Regions from separate parts of the Danio rerio genome. Here region 2 is linked to region 1. A link is a contact called in public Hi-C data. All regions are on one chromosome and are shown on one strand. The core of a region is the stretch at or near the end of the contact, and the rest is flanking DNA. Distances in the headings are between cores, read along the strand shown. Region 1 holds the start of irak3 (interleukin-1 receptor-associated kinase 3). Region 2 holds the start of vhll (von Hippel-Lindau tumor suppressor like).

What was found. A called contact is a pair of places that touch in the nucleus more often than the background predicts.
Region 2: a contact with region 1 is called in a Hi-C map of hematopoietic stem cells, with 1.9 times the contacts expected there. The contact joins the promoter of vhll here to the promoter of irak3 in region 1. A contact is called at or near these places in 3 of 18 Hi-C or Micro-C datasets (caudal fin, hematopoietic stem cells and an unstated tissue).

The regions. Positions count from the first base shown.
Region 1 is chr4:13,361,074-13,367,280 of GRCz12tu, forward strand. It overlaps irak3 (interleukin-1 receptor-associated kinase 3), which reads right to left and starts at 4,822. Exons shown (of 13, transcript XM_017355295.4): 1 at 4,621-4,822; 2 at 3,869-4,051; 3 at 3,078-3,121; 4 at 2,833-2,899; 5 at 2,199-2,350; 6 at 704-768; 7 at 502-613; 8 at 310-428; 9 at 36-234. The coding sequence starts at 4,783.
Region 2 is chr4:13,539,889-13,546,685 of GRCz12tu, forward strand. It overlaps vhll (von Hippel-Lindau tumor suppressor like), which reads left to right and starts at 2,462. Exons shown (of 3, transcript NM_001128792.1): 1 at 2,462-2,662; 2 at 2,729-2,863; 3 at 3,640-3,826. The coding sequence starts at 2,482. The coding sequence ends at 3,800.

The sequences.
Region 1 (6,207 bases), core at 3,572-6,071:
AATTAAACATTTTCTTAGACGCTCCAGCTTCTCACCACACCAAGACTGTAAACATCAAGTTTGACTGACAGCTTTCCATCTCGAATGTACTCCTCTGGAAGATAGCCTAGATTACTATGTAGAGCAGTATTCATGACAATAGTGCAGCTCTGGTCAACAGAGTGTGGCCGCAGGCGAGCTAATCCAAAATCGCACAATTTAGGCTGCATGTTTTCATCCAGGAGAATGTTTGAACTGCCAAAGGAACACAAAACTCAATGCATGCTCTTTACTGCCACCTACAAAAGTATTTTTGGCTTTTAACGGCACCTTGTGATGTTTCCACATATAACAGTGCACGGTTGTGAAGTGTGTAGATGATGGACTGCCTTCGCCGTGCCTTTGATAATATTCAGCCGTTCTTGCCAAGATAGAGGCTTGTCAACGTGCTGTAATAAAACCAAAAGTAAGAGAAATAATAGATCACAGTTAGAAAAGACAGTTTGCTTGTGGATGACTGACCTCATGAAGTCTGTGGAATAATGATCCATTTTGAAGGAACGGGTAAACCAAACAGAAGCGATCCGAATCTGAAAAGCTCCCCCATAACTCTAAGATGTTAGGATGCTGGTTGCTAGGATGACAAACAAACGTAAATAAATAAATGACAAAATGATAAATGAACTTATTTGAATGTGGCTAGGTATGCAAAGTCCGGACTTACAGTTGGAGAACTTCAATTTCCTTGGTGAATTTTTCCCACAGTGCCTTCCAGTCAGTTTTATTTTCCTGTAAAACATAATAGAAGTCATTTGATCAGTTCTTTTCACAATTTGAATATTATTATATTCCAAAAATCAAGAAAGCAAAACATACAATTATTTTTATCATGATTCTAATTTTCCCCAATTTTCCAAATTCATTTGAGGTTTCATTTGTTAATATTAGTTACTTGTGTTAGTTAACTTTAATTATCTATGAAAAAATGTGGTGGTTCATTCCACTGTGTTGTACTCTGATTAATAAGGACTAAACTGAAGGAAAATTATTGAATGAAAATGCATCTACAGGGTTTATTAATTTTCTTTTTTTAGCAAATGTTAGTTTCAGTTTCACTTTATTAAAATCCAGAGTCATATTTGATCACGTGTTAATTACTAACATAAGCAACTTAATTCCATGCAATTATATTTATTCAAATAAAGCATTATTATTGTTGTTACTAATATGTAATTTCATAATTTACTTTTTTGTTATGTTCTTGTGGTACACATATAAAATGGCTGATGAATGTAAAACCAAAGGTAATCAAAATTTAAAAAAGCATTTGCTGTATTAAATTTATACTGAATATAAATATTTGCTCTGAATGTAAACTGTAAAACATGTACTGTAAATTAATAATTTTTCATTTAAAAGCCTTAACAATAACATAATTTCCCTCAACTAATTGTTTATCCAGCTGTGGCGAGTTCTGAAATAGAAACTAAGCCTATAGAAAATGAATGAATGAATGATTGATATAACTTCATAATTAGTACATTACATATAGCATTATTTTTACTTGCATTAACTGTTCATTAAAGACCTTGATTTTGTAGTTATATGATTACAGTGCTCAGCATAATTGAGTACACCCCATTTTGAAAATTCATATTTTTATCAATTTCTCAGTGAATGTAGGCAATGTATTTTGTTGCATTTAAACAAAGCAGATTTATTAAACAGATTTATTTATTAAATTAATATTTTAGTCACCAAACATATTTAGTACTTGAAAGATAATAAAATTAAATTCAAGCTAAATATTGCAAAAAAAAAACCAACCTAAAAACCTACAAAATTTCAACTAAATTTTAACAATTTATTTTTTTTTTGCTTTTTTTTGTATTTAATAATTTTGTGTAACATAAATTTGGGTGAACTAGTTTTTGGACCGTTATTGCAAGTTATTTTGTTAGATAAGCTCCAGATTTGGCTTGAGTACTGACTAATCTAATGTATATGCACAAATATAATATTGTATAGCTTCCTATTAAAAATATGAACTTAAAAGATAGATTTGTGAGGGGTGTACTCATATGCTGAGCACTGTGTATTATTAATTTAATATTGAACAATTGCAACACAATAACAAAATACAGATAAAACTGGTGTATGAAGGTTAACACAAGGTGAAACCCTAAGTACTGTAAAAAGAGCTATTAATAGTTTATGACCTGTTTGAAAACTTTCACAGCAAAAGATCTGTTTCCCCATCGTCCACAGTAGACCTCAGCAAATCCACTGCCTCCGATTTTTAAGTCCTGGTGGAAATGCCTGGTTCCCTCAATGACGTCAAAATATGTGATGAAACACTTCTGTTTTTCACCTACGAGATGAGCAAACAAGGTTTCACCTTATATGCCTATGAAACTGCTCAAAACAGAAATGAAACTTTACACCTAATATTAAAAAAATCTGTTCTGAACTAGCTGAACTGTGCTGAAACACAATCATATCCTCAAAAATCTGAAAAAAAGAGGAAAACTTGATCTGCGTCATCACGTATTCACCATTTGATTATTTCAATCCTGTTAAAAGTTTCTTCCTTCTGTTGAACACAATGGAAAATATCTTAAAGAATGTTAAAAACTGGGAGCCTTTAGATTTCCTTTGTATTTTTTGTCCTACTATGAAAGTCAATGAGGGCCAACATTCTTCCAAATTACATCGTATTGTCTCAAAAAAAGGTTTGGAAACATTAACTAAACCTAACTAAACTTAACTAAACATAAACTTTCATTTAGCATTTAACTTTCCCTTTAACTAAAGAGCAAACACTTAAGTGTTTATATTTAAAGAGTGAACTACCTTCAACAGAAACAGACTCTGCATGTAGATCTGATACTTGACAGGATTTCCCAGTACTTCGTAGATACTGATGGGAAAAAAACAACAACAGATAACATACAGTATAATCATAATGTGACTAAATTAGCAAAAACCAAACTGCTAACATTCTAAAAGATCAACATTAGATTAAACTAAACCTCTGATCAGCATCTTGCGCAAAGGAAGTTAATAACAGCAACAAAAAATATATTAAAAGACAGTACCGTGGGATAGTGAGGTGGTGAAGACGACTTCAGCACACATGAATCTAAAAAATAAATAAATAAATCAACAACATCAATCTTTCAGCTGGTGTGTTGTGGGTGAGAATACTTTGGGTAAGAGTGGCTGTGGTTTTTTTTTTTAAATCGGATGCTTTGTTTTGTTTCATTTCATAGTTTATTTCCGTTCATTTAGGTTTGGTTCCTTTTTAAAGCAAAATATATGGATGTTTTTTCAATCTAAATTAAATCTAGCTGATAAAAACGCAGTACAAATTAAACAAGCTAAAATTGAATGGCCTCCAACCATCACTGAAAATAATGATTCATTTGATTTACTAAATTTAAGGTAAGTGTTTGCAAACAATTTATATAAGCTGATTTTAAACAAATAAATTCAATTTAGTGATGTTCAACTTAATTTGTTTGTTTAAATTCAGCCCATATAAATTGTTTGTAAGCACTTAACCTAAAAAAAATGTATTAAATCCAATGAATATTTTTTTTCAGTGTATATTACATATAAGGCTTAATGTTTTCACTTTATTTATCAGCATGCTGAATGTGTATTGAGAGTATAACCACCTGAGAAAGAACATGGTAATATAAGGTAACTACAGGAGTTCAAAGATAGGTTTCCCAGTTTATGTAAATGCGACACCTTTAGTAACTGTAAATGCATCTACAATACATACTAACTACAACTGTTACCATATTATCATGGTATATTACTGTAAATGAAAAAATAAATCTCATCCAGTATTATATTCTTACAGTCAACATAAGGATGTTACCTTGCGATTGAAAAAGACTCCTGGCTCGCGCGTGACCCATCTCATCCAGAACCTTCAGCAGATCCTCTACAGTTTTATTCCGCTGGGCCCACGACCACATCAGCTCTTTGGTCGGACTTTTCCCAGCAACTGCGTACATTTCAATACATCTCACCTCCAGCTGGCTGGAAAGAATGCGAGACGCTGTAAAGATGAATAGTGATGAGTATCAGTAAATGATTCCCATAATATCCAGTGCATTAGATACACGAAGATGGTTTCTAGCTGATTCAAACTCATTATTAGTTTGAGAACCAAGACTAACTTGACCACCATCAGCTTGAGTATAAAACATACTAGAAGGCAGTAGGTCATCTTGAACCATGAGTAAGTCTTGACCAATTAACCAATTCAGTTTCTTCTAGAAACTCAATATAGAGACCAGTATTAAATGTTTGCTACGAATAACCATGTTAGTTGTAGTTATATTATGCTAATAAGTTATATTTAATGTAGTTCAATCATTCTTGTAGTAAAAATGTAGTTATAAAACTCATTAATGCACCACAAAACAATAGGCTTTTACTATAAATGGTTAATAAAGAAATATAAAAACATCCTTGAGCTAAAGGTTATTTTACATCTAACTATCCCGAATTTAACACCAACTCATTCACATGACGCCTAAACTGATACCGTTGTGGTTTGTTTGTACTTACAAATAACGGGTGTATGGCGTTATAGCCTGTATGAAGATATTGAGTTAGTTTTACCTAAAGTTCTCCATCCCAGCCCGTCGACCCCGCTGTCCATCAGTCTACAGAAGCTCTCCATGAGCACCGGCGGCACGTCGAAGAGGAGCGTGGACGGCTCGGTGTTACCTGACATGTTTCTGGTGGATCCAGGTGTGAATGTTATGATGTTTGGATGTTTCATGCCTCTCTCACTGACTGATGATGATGATGACTCTACACTGCTCTCTTGTGTTGAGGTCTATTTCTAAAATACGGAAATTCCCAAACCCCACCTACTTCCTCAAACCATTTCACACTCTGAACATAGTTTATTTGTGCGTAGAAGAGAGAAAACAGGCAAAACAAACATTTCCTAGCAACTTATTAGTAAATAAATAGTACTTTTCATACGTATAATAACAACAAATATAACAGTTATAATAACACCAACAAATAATACACTATTCCTTATTCTTAATAATAATAATGGAATGTCCTTGCACTGTTTGCTTGTGTTCTGTTTAATTTGAATAAAAAAAACTCTTCCCAACAACTAATATATATATATATATATATATATATATATATATATATATATATATATATATATATATATATATATATATATATATATATATATATATACATACACACACATATATAGTTTCAACAATTTATCATATATAATAATTTTGGTTATGAATATGTAATGTGCCTATATATATATATATATATATATATATATATATATATATATATATATATATATATATAGTTTCAACAATTAACCATATATAATAATTTTGGTTATGGATATGTAATGTGCCTATTTATATATATATATATATATATATATATATATATATATATATATATATATATATATATATATATATATATATATATATATATATATATATATATATATATATATATATATATATATATATATATATATGACTACCTATTTTAATAAGATAGTCATTATTGCTGTTACTATTATTATCAAATACATCATCATTACATCATCATCATAAACAATATAATAATAATTGTATCAAGAAAATATATTTTGCCATTTGCTATTAAGTTAAACATTATTATACACTAAAAACAGTAAAAGTTATGCACCAAGCTATACACAGTGAAAACAGTAATTACAAATATATAATAACAACAACAATAATAAACAAATGATAAGATACCATTTTATACTTTATGTAATTATTTATTTACAGCTCTTTTAAATTAATTTAAGATATAACTATCAACAGCAGACCATAATACAACTTTCTGATGTTCAATGAGGAACATTAACGTGTATATATATATCTCCTCTAGGCACATTACATGTTCATAACCATTACCATTTATATTACTATTTTATTTTTTGATAGTCATTTTTAATGTTGTTACTATTATTATATAAACATCATCAATATTATCGTCATCATAAACAGTATAATAATAATAATAATAATAAGTAATAATAATAATGTATTTTGCCATTTGCTATCAAGTTATACATGTACCTTTTCTGATGGCCTAACAACCATTTTCAATTAACTAAACCTACAATAGTTCATAAATGCAAAGTACCAATGAGCACATAAACATATATTTAGG
Region 2 (6,797 bases), core at 1,212-3,711, 180 kb after region 1:
CTGGTCTTTGGTGTAAAATGATACAGTATGAAGCATTTTGATATGCTGATTTGATGCTCGAGACACATTCTTGTTATCATTAATGCTGAAAGCTGTTGTGGTGCTTGATATTTTGTCTTAAATTAATATTTAATGTGGCATTAGAAAGATACTGATTTTTTATTCAGCTAGGTTGTATTTAAAGACAGACTTGTGTATTTTACAAAACATTTCTATATAAAATACATTTTGTGATTTTAAAATTTCTTATTACAAAAACTGGTGAAAACATTCTGGTTTTCATTAAAAACGGAGCACAAACATATAGTATAAGCAAAAAAAAAAATACAATTCTACATAAAATTCAGCTTTTTCACCACAGAAAAAATATATTTTAAAATATATTAAAATAGAAAGCAGTTGTTTAAAATGTGTAATATTTCACACTGTTGCTATTTTTACTTTAAAGGTTTGAAAAGCATAAAAGTAAAAACATTAAATCAAAGGTTTTCAGGCAAATATGAAAACAATAATATTATAAATGACCTAATATATTATAATTTATGTCATTATATGTATGTATATTTTAAAGAATCAAACTTTAATCTAAAATAGGATTTATAAGATATAAATGAACACTCTAAAATATATTTACCACAAAGAAACAAGACAGTAAATATTGCATTTGAATATGATTTTAGTAAAACAAAAAAAGGGCTCTATTTACTGTATTAATATGATGATATTGTCAATATATTGATCTTAACAGGTGTTTAACATTGTATTGGGTTGTGTTTAAGGATTACTGGTTTATGGTATGAGATTACACATTTATTATTTTTCCAGGCCTATCAAAAATATAGTTGTAATCAAAATAGCTTCCATTTCATTCATTTTCTTTTCAGCTTAGTCCCTTTATTAATCCGGGGTCGCCACAGCGGAATGAACTGCCAACTTATCCAGCACGTTTTTACGAAACCATCTCTGTGAAACATCCACACACTCATACACTACAGACAATTAAGCCTAATTCACCTGTACCACATCTTTGGACTGTAAGAGAAACCGGAAGACACAGAGGAAACCCACGCGAACGCAGGGAGAACATGCAAACTCCACACAGAAACGCCAACTGACCCAGCGGAGGCTCGAACCAGCAACCTTCTTGCTGTGAGGCAACAGCACTACCTACTGCGCCACTGCGTCTTCTTAAAATAGCTTCGAGTCACTTGATTTTATAAGACATATTACTTTAGCATAAGGGAGAGGTTTTTAAATAACGTTTTGTAAGATATAACTAGGCCCACATGGAATCTACACGTGCAGAAATCCGCAGATTTCCACAGATTTTTAGCCCTCATTGAGTCTGTATATTCACTTGCGTAAATGTGTGTAAATTTATATTTATTCCCTTTTTTAAATTCATTTTACTAATTTATTGTTATATAATAATAGTTATATTTAAATGTTCATATGATTTCTTGACAATACTGTTTGTGGAGCAATGTTTTCTGTCTTTCAGCAGATAGAGAGACTTGCTTTGTTTATCAAATAAGTGGCTCTAATTGGATTTGCATTGTAAACAATACAAGTAATATATATATATATATATATATATATATATATATATATATATATATATATATATATATATATATATATATATAATATATATATATATATATATATATATATATATATATATATATATATATATATATATATATATATATATATATAAATATATATATATATATATATATATATATATATATATATATATATATATATATATATTTATATATATTGCATTTTTTAATATTGATATTTATATATATATGTATATATATATATATGTATATATATATATATATATATATATATATATATATATATATATATATATATATATATATATATACTATTTTTTATTTCATATTTCAGGTTATTAGTTATGATACTCCTAAAATTATTCCACATAAATCTGCAGAATTTATTAATTAATTTTTTTTTTACATAATTCTCTATAGAAATAGCAAAAAATGTCTGCAGATTCTGTCTAGCCCTAAATACAACATATTAGCCTATTAGCATTCTGTTATCAAAACGTTGGGTGACGAGTAGGATGTTGTGTTGAAGAAATAGTTGACCCAAAAATGCAAATTCTATCATCATTTTCTCACCCTTTACTAGTTCCAAAACTGTTTGACTTTGTACAGTTGAACACGAAAGAATATAATTTGAGGATAGCTGGAAACCTGTAACCATCGACTTCCATTTTTTGTTTATCCTACACTGGAAGTCAATGGCTACATGTTTTCAGCTTTCTTCAGGATATCTTCTTTTATGTCCAACAGAATAAAGGTTTGGAACATGAGGATAAGAAAATAATGAGTACATTTTTGGGTGAACTACTCCTTTAAGAGTAGACCTTTATAAAGCGTGTAACACTGCCACCTGTCAGCATTACAGCGACACTGCATCTGTCAGAGCAGCAGCACCATGGCTGAGCAGGAAGCGCCCGCACCTCTAAAATCTCTCAACTCCGATGATCCAACATACATTTCTTTTATTAACAAATCCAACAGAACAGCAGAAGCATGGTGGCTGAACTTCTCGGGAAAGCCGGTGTCTTACGGCGACATAAATCCAGGGAAATCTCTTCAGATGAACACTTATCTGAGTAAGTAACGCTATCATAAAACTGTTTGTTTCCAGTCGAGGTTTGCACTAAATCAAGTATTTCCAGCTCATCCATGGATGTTCAGAGCATCTGATGGAGCTAAACTGCTGGTTAGCTTCAGTGAAGTTTACTTTCCTGCTCCTGCGCAGTATGATGATTACGGGCACCCGCATTTCCAGGCGGTCTACGTCACTACTCCAAGTACGTATCCATCAGTATTGTTATATATCTGTGCTCTAGTTTCAAAATATTTGATTAATGTAAAGGTCCTGCTTGTTTATATTTGTAAGAATTTTTAGTTAAGTATTTATACTCTTATTTTTATGTTTGTTTTATTTTATTTTATGTATTGATGTTATCATTTACTTTCTATCACCCTGGCATTGTTTTGTTTGCTGTATTGTCATGTATATGTTGTTTAAAGCATAATAAAAAAAATAAATTAAAAAAAAAGTATTGTTATACATCGAAAACGTAATTTTTGGATATTTTAATTATGATAATTTGAATAATGAAGCTTTTGTTATTAACCTATTTATTTTGTTAATTAAGTTTCATATTCATAAGTGTAAATTTCCAACAAAAAACTTGTTTTACTGTGTTTTATAAGGAACTGAAAAATTACTTTTGCACTATTCAGCATAGTGCTCATCGAAAAGCCATTAAAACTGTCCAACTGTCCTCTAGTTTCAATATTTTTGATTAATGTAAAGGTCCTGCTTATTTGTATTTGTAAGAATTTTAGTTAATTGTTTACTCTTGTTTTTATGTTTGTTTAATTTATTTATTTTATGTATTATTATCATTTACTTTCTATCACACTGGCATTGTTTTGTTTACTATATTGTCATGTATATGTTGTTTAAAGCATAATAATATTATTAATAATAATAATAATAATGATAATAAAAAGTATTTTTATACATCAATTTGCGGATGTTTCAATTAAACGTTTTGCTCTATTTTGTTTTTGTCAGTGTATTCATTACAAGAATGCTGCCTGCGGCTGATCAGGAGTTTGGTGAGAAAACAAGACATCTGCAAGCTGGAAATACCTGAGGGTTTGAGACAGGACATCAGGCGCGCGCCTGATTTACTGAGAGACATCCAGACATTATCCGCCGCGAGAGATCTGTGAAGGCTACAAACAGAGCCATTTCTCTCTTTTCGATAAAACCGAAAGAAAAAAAAAATCCCATATTCAAAGTGAAAGTATGCTATAGGCTACCTCACTATGAACGTAGTCAGCCTTTTCTCTTTCCTGTTCCGTGATGTTATTTGTTTGGTACTGGAGTTTACAAAAGATATGGAGCTCGTACGCTCTGGTGACTGGTCTTTCTTAAACAGTAAAATTATTGAAGGTCATCAGTGCCAAAATTCTTTTAACGACAATAAAATTATGGAGGGTCATCAGTGCCAAAATTCTTTTAACGACAATAAAATTATGGAGGGTTATCAGTGTCAAAATTCTTTTAACAACAATAAAATTATGGAGGGTCATCAGTGCCAAAATTCTTTTAACGACAATAAAATTATGGAGGGTTATCAGTGTCAAAATTCTTTTAACAACAATAAAATTATGGAGGGTCATCAGTGCCAAAATTCTTTTACCAACAATACAATTATGGAGGGTTATCAGTGTCAAAATTCTTTAAACGACAATAAAATTATAAAGGGTCACCATTCTTTAAAAGAAACATGAATTATTATTATCAACATACAGTTACCATACATACACCATGAGTTTGACACCAGAACAGTATGTGCAACCATAATTTATTTATTCATAACCAAGCATGTTGTGCAGTTTGAATAATTAGTTTCAAAGGCACAAAAAAATAGAGACTGGAAAAGAAAACCAAAAATGTTGAGTGCACTTCTGTATTTTAAACAAGTACAAAGATATAGGGTTCATACACATTTTTACTACAAAAATTCCAAGACTTTTCCTGGATTTTTAAGTTAATTTTTATGACCTAATGTTTCATGTAATCTCTACATATTCGTGGCAAATCATAATGCTGTGTTCACACCAGACGCGGAACGCGCGGATAAATCGGGCTATTTGCGTGTAAATAGCCGAGTGAACATTTAAGTTTACTCACTTCATTCGCGCGTTAAATCCGCTTCATTCGCGTGTCAAATTTACTTCAGAACAGACGCGGATTCGCGTGATGGGCAGGGCTTCTGTCTTCCCGGTGACTGTAGCTTCGTTGCTAAAAGGCTAACATGGGTTTTATGAAGAAAATAACATTGTTTATGTACTTTATGAAGGCTGAAAAATAGCGTCGATACGTTTAGGACCGTGTCTGAGTCCACTACATGCTTTCAGAGGTGCATCCAGCTCTATGAGCTCATAAACTCCTCCAGAAACTGAACCTGTGTCACCGAGGCTTTCAACGGTGCTTCTGACTGAGCCAAGCCCAGTTTGATGACTTGTTGTCGGTGTCGCCTGGAGGATTCCCCGCGGGACACCATCAACAGGTTCTACGTCACAATCACACCCCCACAAGAGCAAGCTTCAGATTGGTTAACGCGGCACGAATGTCCGCTGAAGTTCAGATTTTCGAATTTGAGAGATTCACGCAAAACGCTCGTTAAGCGCGTCAAACGCATAAAATGCTCAATTCGCCTCACGCGTATTGCGCTATTCGCATCGCGCCATTTGCACGTATCGCGCCGCAGGATGTCTATTCGCGCGTTTGCATTGACTTAACATGTAAATCACTCGCGTGCCGCGTCTGGTGTGAACGCAGCATAAGAAAAACAATGCACATTTAAATTTATTACAGCATATCATAAAATGCGCAGCAATCTATTTAGTTTCAATTTATTTTGATATCTATGTAAAATAGATGATGCTTACACAGCACCAATGTGAGAGCATGTTTTTGGCCAAGGTAGGAAGTAAAAACTAACCTACATTCCAGTTTACAGATATTTGTCAAGCTTATTTTAGATGATGTTAATAGTTTGTTAAACTAGTAATAGTAGGTGAAACTTGCTGTGATCACACTGCACTTTTCTCCCCATAGACTTCTATTCACGGGCATGCGAATGTGGCAGACAAGAAATGCAAGCATGTGCGAAAAGTTTCCTATTTCATTGCATTCGAAAGATCAAGCTTTGTGAATTCTTACCTGCGAAATCACATCAGGTGATTGCGTGAGACCATCAGAAGACCATTTACAATAGGAAATTTAACATATGGAGCAATCGCTCACTTTTATTAGTGTCTAATCATGTTGTTTGATACCACGCCTTTTCACAGCGCCATACGACAGAATTTCGCAAGCACAAGCTCTTGTGTGACCGCAGCTTAAGTTATTTTGGACAACGCTATGGACAACGGCTGCTAAATGACTAAATGTAAATGTAATTTCAATGACTTTTCCAAAACCTTGTGGGTTTTTTTGTTTTTCCAAAACTTTTCCAGGCCTGGAAAATGCCATGTCAAAATTCCATGACTTTTCCAGGTTTTCCATGACCGTATGAATCCTGAAGATAATGTGAATATGAAGTTTTGTAGAGGAAAATTCTATCTTTGTACTTACAGTTGTGGATACTTTTTAATCTCCCTTGTGATTTTTCTTTCTAGCGCGTATCTGTCAAACAACTGTGGGCACATATTGCATCTGTTGTATACTTTGTAAATCTGTGTGTGTGCATGCAGGCTAGCTTAAACACGGTGTGCATTTTGGGCTTTAACATGCCACTTTAGTACATGTAGAGACAGTTTTCATTGAAAAAAAGTGAAAAATGCAATATTCATGCAAGTGCAATATTATGTCTAATAATAAACTGAACTTAAACTCTGAAAACCGGTTCAGTTTATTATAATCTTCTATGTTAAGCTGCTTTGCCACAGGCTACATCAGGGGTGGCCAACCCTGTTCCTGGAGAGCCACCTTCCTGCGGATTTCAGTTGCTACCCATATCAAACACACCTGAAGCAATTAATTAGGACCTGAACACCACGTGATAATTACAGGCAGGTGTGTTTGATATGGGTTGCAACTGAAATCTGCAGGAAGGTGACTCTCCAGGAACAGGGTTGGCCACCCCTGATCTACATTGTAAAAGTGCTATAGAAATAAAGATGAATTGAACTGAATTAGCATATGCATGCGTCAGT